Regions from separate parts of the Gossypium hirsutum genome. Here region 2 is linked to region 1. The links are chromatin contacts, called in public Hi-C maps. All regions are on one chromosome and are shown on one strand. The core of a region is the stretch at or near the end of the contact, and the rest is flanking DNA. Distances in the headings are between cores, read along the strand shown. Region 1 holds the start of LOC107946935 (adenine phosphoribosyltransferase 4). Region 2 holds the start of LOC107946951 (flavonoid 3'-monooxygenase CYP75B137).

Region 1 (4,540 bases), core at 204-2,703:
TAAAGGGAAAAAAAGAGTCACTTCCATCCCAAACTCCGTGAAACGGCATTAAAAAAGATAACCAGAAACTTATGCAATTTGAAGGGGCATATCCCTTTTACCCCTGTTTCTACAGAAGCTTACTTTCTCATAACCATGGACCCCACCCTCTTTGATGCTAATCAAACAGCCATAAAAAACAGTTCTTGAAAAGCTATGAATCAAATCTCTGGCACATCAAAAACCATAATAGTTTCAGGGAAAAAAAAAGGACCTTCCATTTTTATAAAAAGGTTTTCTCCCCTTATCTTAACTTTGGTTTTTACCTGTAACAACTGAAATGTTCTTCCCTTTGTATCTCTCAACGAACAAATCCACTGTATCCTTGAATGCTTTAGGATCCAGTAAAAGAGTAGTTATGTCTTGAAACATAATACCTGCCATTTCCACCATACATGATACCAAATTCACAATCTAACGTCAACAAAAAACATGGAACTGGTTTAGATAAATCATGCAATTTTCTTTCAAATGACAAGGTCCCAACTTGAATTGGGCAGAAAAGCCGTATCAATCAATAAAAGTTCAGTCTTTATGGTCGTTTATATTATTCCAAAGGCTGTAAAAATCTGGGTTTTAAATCATAATCCATTTTACAAAACTTTCAAGGCAACAAAAACGAAAACCGGAGTACATGACAGAACAAATGACAGAACAAAGAGATTAAGGGTGAGTTTGGATTTACGTGCGTTTACACTTAATAAAAATAGTGATAAAAGTTTACACTTAATAAAAATAGTGATAAAAGTAAGATTAGATACTGACATAAAAATTAAGCTAAACGCACTGTAATGTATCAACCGCCCATCCAAATCCAGTCTTAGAAACCTTTTTCTTTTCTTTTTTAATCTTGCAAAACTTAAAAAAAAAAAAGAAAGAAGGAACAGAGGAACCTGGTTTTGGGAAATTGGGGACAACACGAATCTTGGATTGGATGCCATGAATACGGGGATCTTTGTCTCTGTAAGCCGACATTGTCTATTGTTTTTTATGCTATCTATCTGTCTATAAATATTATCTATTTCCCCGTCTTTTTAATCTTATTTCTTCTCTCTATGACTCGCACCATGTAAGCAAAGAAGAAAGAAACAACAACACTCAACAAGGAAGACAACCAAAACGGCCAACACTTCCTTTCCTCTTGTCTCCCCTCTCTCCCAATGTTCTTCCTTTGATACTCCTCACACCCTTTAAATGAAGCAAGATTAAAAAAAAAGAAAAAGTGGGTATTTATAAGAAGAGGAGATTTAAATTGTCTGTTAGAGAGAGAGAGAGAGAGAGAGAGAGAGGGAGCTCTCTGCACAAGAAATATATAGAGGGAGAGGGAAGAAATCTTTGCTGGATGTAAGTAAGAGAGAAGCGGGTGTGTGTAAAAAAGGGTTAAAAACAAAAAGTTGTATCACGAGGCCGCCCCTGCTTTTTTCTCATTTCCTTGTAAAATAAAATTATAATAAAATTTAGATTTTTTTTGTCAAATATATATATAAGCTTTGCAATAATTTAAACAATATTTTAAAAAAAGTATAATAAAAATTTGAAAAAAATAATTTAGTAATGAAAAATAAAAAGAATATAAAAATTTATGTATTAAAAGTTTTTAAAATTTTAAAAATATTTTCTCAAAAAATAAAAAATATATATAGTTTTAAATTTTTAAAATAATTTTCTAATATAAAACTTGAAAATACTATTAAGTCAGCATCAGTCAAAGTCAAAGAATGCCACATGGAACCTTCTAATTGGTCACATTTCATCTAATTTTTTTAAACAATAATGGGTTTTTTTAATAGTAATGAAATGAATCGATTAATAAAATGTAACTTTAGGTATTAATTTGATTCAAAAAAAAAGTCTAGGTACCAAAATAAGAAAAATTGTATATTTTAAGGAAAAAACTTCATGTGCCGAATTTAACTTTTATGAATGATGTTAATTCTAGATGTTATAATAATACATGAATTGATAGTTTAGATATCGCATCAGACAAGTTTAATTATTTCGGTAGCAATTTAGACATTGACATTATCCCAAAAATTGTTACATAATCTTATGTGCCAATATTTTATTTTCATTTGGTTAAATTTAACCCAATGATGTAATACGTTCTTTTCTTTTGAACTTTCCTCTCTTTTCATTTACCTTATTTGTCTTTCTTTTCTTTAGCTATTGTTAATCCAAACATAGGAGGAATACAATACCTTATTTTTTTTAGTGCATCAAAGAAATAAAATATATTCCGCTTCCGATCATATTATTTAGAAAAATAAAATATATTTTTTAAAAAAAAATAAGAGAAGAAAAAGCCTTACCCTATAAAGTTGCAATCCAATATTAATAAAAGTTGTATAAATATTGGGAGCAGAAATTAAGCCAAGACTCGCTCACTTTCCGCATTCCCACCTTGGAAATTAGCTTAGTTTCTTACCAAATCTAATAACAACTGTAATCTAAGGTCGTTGTTGGTATTAATTTAAATTCCAAAAAGCTACCCATCCATCAATGAAATTCAATATAGGAGTTGGGACAAAGTGAGATAAAGACTGATAACTACCTATAAATCTTGAAGATGCATAGAATTAATTGACCCAGAGAAATTAGATGATAATAATAAAAATAAATTTGGGGTCTTGGGCATAACCAAAATTTCAACATCAGCTTACAAAATGTGCAGTTGATTTTGTGCTGTGTTTGAGACAAAAGTCTTTCACTTTTTCTCTATCACCTACGCTTCTTAACTCCATGTTGCTTTCCTATATGCCTTAGTGTCGTCTTATTTGTGCAAACTTTAGATTTTTGCAAAAGAAACAATAATAATTGGTGAAAATGAATTTTGACTCAATGACCAAGTTATTAGCTTTTTAAATAAAATATTCTACTTCTTACTTCTTAAATATGGGTAACACATGAAAACTCAAATTTAGCTAATCTACTAAATAACCCTACCATTTTTACACTTTATTTCAACAACCCTACCATTCACTTACTCATTTTAAACACTTATATCCACTAAAAATTTTCAACTAATAACAGACCGCCACATCATATAAACTTTAAAATATAATTTATGATTCTTTTATTTTCTTTTACATCATTTCTCTCTCTTATTTTTTTCTATACTTGAAATTGAGGTCAAGGACACGGACGCTTAATTCTGTTTTCAAACTTCGCCGCCTACTTACTTGACCTAATGGAATTGAAAAAATCCTCTCATCGATCAAAACTAGTGTTCTCAGAATCAGACTAAACTAGACGGTTGGACTGAAAAATCAATCTAGAGATAAGAGTTGAACCAAGCTAAAAATTAGTTGAAACAGTTGAACTAGTTTTCTCTATTTTTAAATATTTATATAATGAAAATCATACTTTGTCATTCTTATTTCAATGTGATTGTGTCTTTTTAATAGATTTAACGGTTTGACTAACGATTGAACTAATAAAAATGCCAATTTGAGACAAAACAAGTTTAGATACCACTTATAAACACAACAAAAAATAATCATTCACAATGTCCATAAATTTAATTGATTAAGACAATTTTCAGATCTTATTATATACAACACTACAATTAATTTTTTTTCCCAAAATTTGATAACAATTGTACGCTTCATGCTTTTATTTATCAACAACTAAACTCCATCAACCATCTATTCACGACGTCACCTTCCGAGAGTTCAAAACCTTCGCCCAATCCTCTTGAACAGCCTGATTACCATTCATCAACATGTCCTTGAAAGAAGGCCACGTGCCATGTCACCCTTGTCCGATGGTTCATCCTCGCGCCTCTTCACCTTCTTCGATGTTCTACTAGCAGTACTGCTCATGAAATTGTTGTAAATTCATACTTAATTAACGTCCAAATTTGTGATATATGATATATATCATCTTCTTCGTGTCACAATTATTATGTTTTCCTTCTTTAGTGTGTTAAATTTCTAGGAAAATGTGAACAAAGGTTGAGGGTATTTTATAGCTAATGGACCCTATTAGCTATAGAAGGCAAAGAAGTATCGAAAAATGCATGCAAGGAGGAGTTTGTCAAAGGAGAAATTATAAGTCTAAAGATTAGCTATTTAGGTGATTACATAATTGATATTTGCTTTTCATTGTCTTTGACATCAAAATCTTCAGAATTAATTATTTTTTCAGGAGGTTAGATCTTGCAGGATCCTGTGTGCTTTTTACGGTAAGGTTTTTGAAAAAGGCAATAAATTTAAACGTACATACTCCAAACTTTGTTATATAAATGGATTGACATTTTTGGCAAATTATTTCAATTCACTTCGTGTCAGGTCCATTATATATGATTTTGACTTTTCTTCGTCTTTTTTTGAATTTAGATTCGTGGAGTTAGGGATGGAAAGAAAGCTAGCCCTACCCTACTGACCCACACTTAATTTGCCTTTTGCTGAAAAAAGAGAAGAAGAGAAACCCCGGACAAATGTATTAATTGGGTTAATAGATTCGTATTTGGTAAGCTAATATTGAAAATTTTAATGTTATA
Region 2 (4,723 bases), core at 493-2,992, 240 kb before region 1:
GCAGATGGAGGCATATATCAAGAAATACGTCACAAAAGACCAAGAATGAGCTGTTTGTGATTTGTGGAATATGGCAACAAGGGATCTTTTGCTTTCATCCTTACTAACTAATAAAATAATATCACACCATTAGTTTTTAATAAAATACAAATATTATTTTACAATATCATCATCATCTCTATTTAATTTAATTTAATTAAAAGTTTGGGAAAAGAAGCGTTCAAACTATGTGAGAAAAAAACCAAAAAATAAAGTAATTTTAAAAATACTTCAATCTAGGGCGAGGTTCGAAATTGTTTTTAGGTAGAATTAAATTTTACAAGAGTAAAAATATATTTTTATTATTTTTAAAATATTAAATTAAATTTTTATCATCAATTACTAATTTAAAATTTTATAAATTATAAAACAACAAAATAGAAAAACTGAAACAAACCATTAAAAATCTAGAAAATATTAAAAAAGCTGAAAAAAATCATAAGCAAAAAATGAAAATAGAAAAACTGAAACCAACCATTAAAAATCTAGAAAAAATATTAGTAAAAAATCGAAATTTGAGATATTATAAACACCACTAGAGGTGTCATCAAATTTTGGAATTTGATTAAAAATTAAAAGAAAATGAGAAATGAGAAATAATTACCTGCCTCGAAACTAAAAGAATTAAAAAAAATTGACAACATAAAACTAAAAGACTAAAAGACGATTTAGAAGCAAAGAAATATAAGATGATTAAAAAAATTAAAATTAATTTTAAAATCTAATATAATTTATTCTCTTATATTATCCGTATTTATCTATATTTTATTATATAGCTTTCTTTTTTATTTTTTATAACTTCGTCAACCAGTATTGGTATCAGCATTTATCTCGGGCCCGTTTGAATCCGATACATGGCAACCTGAAGCTGCTAGTCAAACCCTAGCCGCCAGGGTCACCGCTGCCAGCCCCTATAAACTACTACCAACCCTCTGCCATGGCAGCACCAACCTACTATTGCACCGCCCATGGCCACTAACTCCGCAACCCTGGGGTGCACCTAAACCCCAACCACCCCTGACGACACATCCCATCCACCACCGGTTAGAAAACCCCCCTAAATCAAACCCCTAAGCGGTTAACAGCAAGAATTAAAAAAAAAAAGTCCTCCCTCAACCAAATAACAAAAAAAGCCAAAAATATATATAATCGCAACAACACAAAAAACTCAGATTCAAGTTTAAAAGAAAATGAAGGGTTCAGAGCTTTCTTTCAAAAATCCAAACGGTGAAAAGCGATTGAGTAGGACGAGGAACAACATACTCTAAAATCAGCCTAATCGGATGGCTAGAAGTGGAGATTGGAGAAGGTATACTTCAAGCATAAAACTTAGATCAACAATTTTTGGGACTAATTTTCGAAAAAGTAAGCCTAGAATCGAGATGGGGAGTTTGGGAGGAATGCCGCAGAGTGTTTATTTAGGCCGGTTGGAACTCCGGTGCTGCGGAGCACGGCGACGCCGAGTCTTTTCCCATTGGCGGCGGTGAGAGCAAAGAGAGGAAGAGAATTCCTTTTACGTTTAAAACTTGAAAGTCTAACAGCACGTTTGGTTCGCTGTATTGAAATAGAGGCGTACTGGAATAAAGGCGTAATAGCAAATTAATTGTTTGACTGAATGTAATGGAATAGAGGCGTAATAGTAATATTGTGTTTGGTTGAATGGAATGAAGGTGTAATAGCATAATGGAAAAAACTAAAATGACTAAAATACCCTTAGCATAAATTTATTTAGGCAAATGATTATTGTTATTGTTATTAAATTTTAATAAGATTATTAATATAAATAATAAATAATTTAATCATATTTTAACATAATTATTATTAAATATAATTTAATAAAAATATATAATTTAATAAAATATATGAATTTACTAAAATTATAATATATAATATTATAAAATATGATTTAAAATAATTATTATTAAATATAATTTAACAAAAATATATAATTTAATAAAATTTTTAGTATTAAATATTCTTATATGAATTTACTAAAATCATAATATATAATACTATAAAATATAATTTAAAATAATTATTATTAAATATAATTTAAAAAAATATATAATTTAATAAAATTCTTATGATTGTATCAACAAACTTCATCAATTTCTTCTATCAAATATTAAAATATTTGAACTTGACTTTGAATAATAATTTTATGATTGTTACTTTACCATCAGCAACCCAAGTTAAATTTACTTAACAACATAATGAATTAGGGTTTTTCTTCATATTCCCAATTATGTATTCCATTTCCGATCGTAAAGCACCTTTCAACTCATATCATCAGTGATTTTCTGTCTATTGACAAATTAGGATTCTATTGTTTGTGCATCAACAATTTCGAATTCTAAAATTTAGAGCGTAAATTTTATTTTCTCAATTTCATTTTTGTTTCTAGATTTGACTTGCAGCAATTTTGGTCTTCAATGTTGTTTTCTTCGTTCATTTTAACTTTTTTTTGGCTATATTTTGTTGTAGAAAGATGGCTTTTTTATGATTAAACTTTTAGACATGTTTATTTTCAATTTTTTCCACGAGCACTTAGATAAGAAAAATATTAAAACTATTCAAAAGTTACTTGTTTGCTTCAAAACGAATTATATAAGGACTAAATTGCTCATTTTTATATTAGAGGACCCAATTTGCTTTTGAATTTCTAATAGTTTAACCAACAAAAGTTTTACATGACCTAACAAAAAACCTCTCCAACTAAATTGCACGCATAACTTGTTTAGCAAGCTTCATTATATTGTGATACAAGAAAACTGATTTGAGGCAGTACATGAACTGTCCTCTTTCTCCTCCAGCGTTCGGCACAACTCATCTGCTTCTTCCCTGCATTAGTAAACTGATCACTTAATTTGCTTATATAAAATTCAACATGCAAATACTATCAACATGCTAAAGAGTAAAGACTTCAAAACACGGGGCATATACCATATACACACTTCTAGACATGTTCATTAGTGGTTTAACACTACTTTCTTTGTTTTTGAACTTTTTGCAGTTCTTTATGGAACACATACTTTCTTTGTCAATGAGAAAGTTATTTAGAACGAACAGAATCGCGATCACAATAAACAAATTTAGATCTGATTTTTAAGAATAAAGAACTGGAATCAGAAAACCATAGAGACAGAGGACAAGGGGTTCGAAAGCAAAAGGGTTTTGCCAATCACCACCAAGCCCTCAATGGCTTAGTACCTCAATGTGCCGAACGCTCGATGTTTCTGCAATGCTGGCCAACTGCATAGCGCTTGACTACAAAATACGGTTAAAGATGTCGGGCACCTACATAAATATACGGCATTTAGTAAAAATATCAGTGTTTACCGAACAAAAGAAGAAAGGGCCCTTAAATATAAATGAGGTGCTTATACTTTTTGTTTGCCATCTCTTAACTTTCTCTGTATTAATGAAGGGCTTTTCCCATCTGAAAACATAACATCTTCGAGGTCCTCCAAATACCCTCTAAGCTCGGATGTAGGAATTGTAAAGGAAGAGTTTTGCCTAACACATTAAATCTTGACCACCGATAGCCATGCCGACTATTATGTGTGTTCCATATGTCTGTATGAACCTACCAAAACACAAATTATTAGATATATACTGCATATTATACTACAACTATTGACAACAACAACAGCAGCAGCAATTTTATAACTTTACGATGGACTAGTGTAACTTATCCTTGTCTCAAAATTTTCCAATTAGGCAATAGAAGCACAATTATGTAACAGTTTATATGCCGAAAGTTCAATCTAATGATCAATAAACAGAATTCTACTTCTTTGAGAGAAAATGTTTAGAAATTAGCTAAAATTGCATAAGAAAGTTGAAAACACATATTGCAGCTCCTTCATCATCCCACATATAATTAGTTACACTATATTTTTATAGCATACGGCCACATGATCGACCTAACCAGTTGAGAACCACTTTAATTCAGCATAACAATAATATATTTTCTTTAACATAGGCAAGCGTTTATAAAGTAGGGTCACCAGTACTATTAATATATATATAAACCTAGCATTCAATTATCGCTTATAACAGCATCGGAAATCCTATCACCAAAGGACATTTTCTAACATATGATCAAATGCTGTATCTCCTAGGGGTAAAATTGTTGCTTCCAAAGCATTTTCAAGTCTGAGAAACAACATATTGCACTCTTATGATGATAAATTAGCAGTAAGAAATTCCCGGAAATACTATTTCTTTGCTAAAGTATAAGATCCATACCAGTGTATAATGACCTTAAGACAAAATAACAGGACATTGAAACAATGGGTAGCATCTCAGGAACCAGATGCCAATTGTACCAGTATTTGGACCAACCCCAGCTCTAGCTTATGACAATAAAAACTAAGGTGCAGATATCTCTCCCTGCCTTCATACACACAGCACCCCTGCTATTAAATGTCTAGAACGGTAAGTATATGTGAAGGACGCATATCAAACTCATTGCAGCTTCAATCTAATTTACTATATCAGTCCCCATTCAACCAAATTATCACATGTAAAATCTTTCAAACCATCAATAGATATCATACAGTCCATAATGTCTTTCCATTAATAATAATGATAATAATAATAATAGATCAATAAAGCAAGGATATTGGTTTAACCGAAAAGTTTTTGAGAGGCGCTCACCGTCTTGCAAGTGAACTTGTTG

What was found. A called contact is a pair of places that touch in the nucleus more often than the background predicts.
Region 2: a Hi-C map of leaf shows a contact between it and region 1, with 1.8 times the contacts expected there. The contact joins the promoter of LOC107946951 here to the promoter of LOC107946935 in region 1. A contact is called at or near these places in 2 of 34 Hi-C or Micro-C datasets (callus and leaf).

What each region holds. Positions count from the first base shown.
Region 1 is chrD12:57,791,312-57,795,851 of Gossypium_hirsutum_v2.1, reverse strand. It overlaps LOC107946935 (adenine phosphoribosyltransferase 4), which reads right to left and starts at 1,453. Exons shown (of 6, transcript XM_016881445.2): 1 at 933-1,453; 2 at 306-416. The coding sequence starts at 1,014.
Region 2 is chrD12:58,032,784-58,037,506 of Gossypium_hirsutum_v2.1, reverse strand. It overlaps LOC107946951 (flavonoid 3'-monooxygenase CYP75B137), which reads right to left and starts at 1,742. Exons shown (of 2, transcript XM_016881459.2): 1 at 1-1,742. It overlaps LOC107946949 (a long non-coding RNA gene), which reads right to left. Exons shown (of 5, transcript XR_005921939.1): 2 at 4,702-4,723; 3 at 3,426-3,625; 4 at 3,250-3,336; 5 at 2,648-2,880.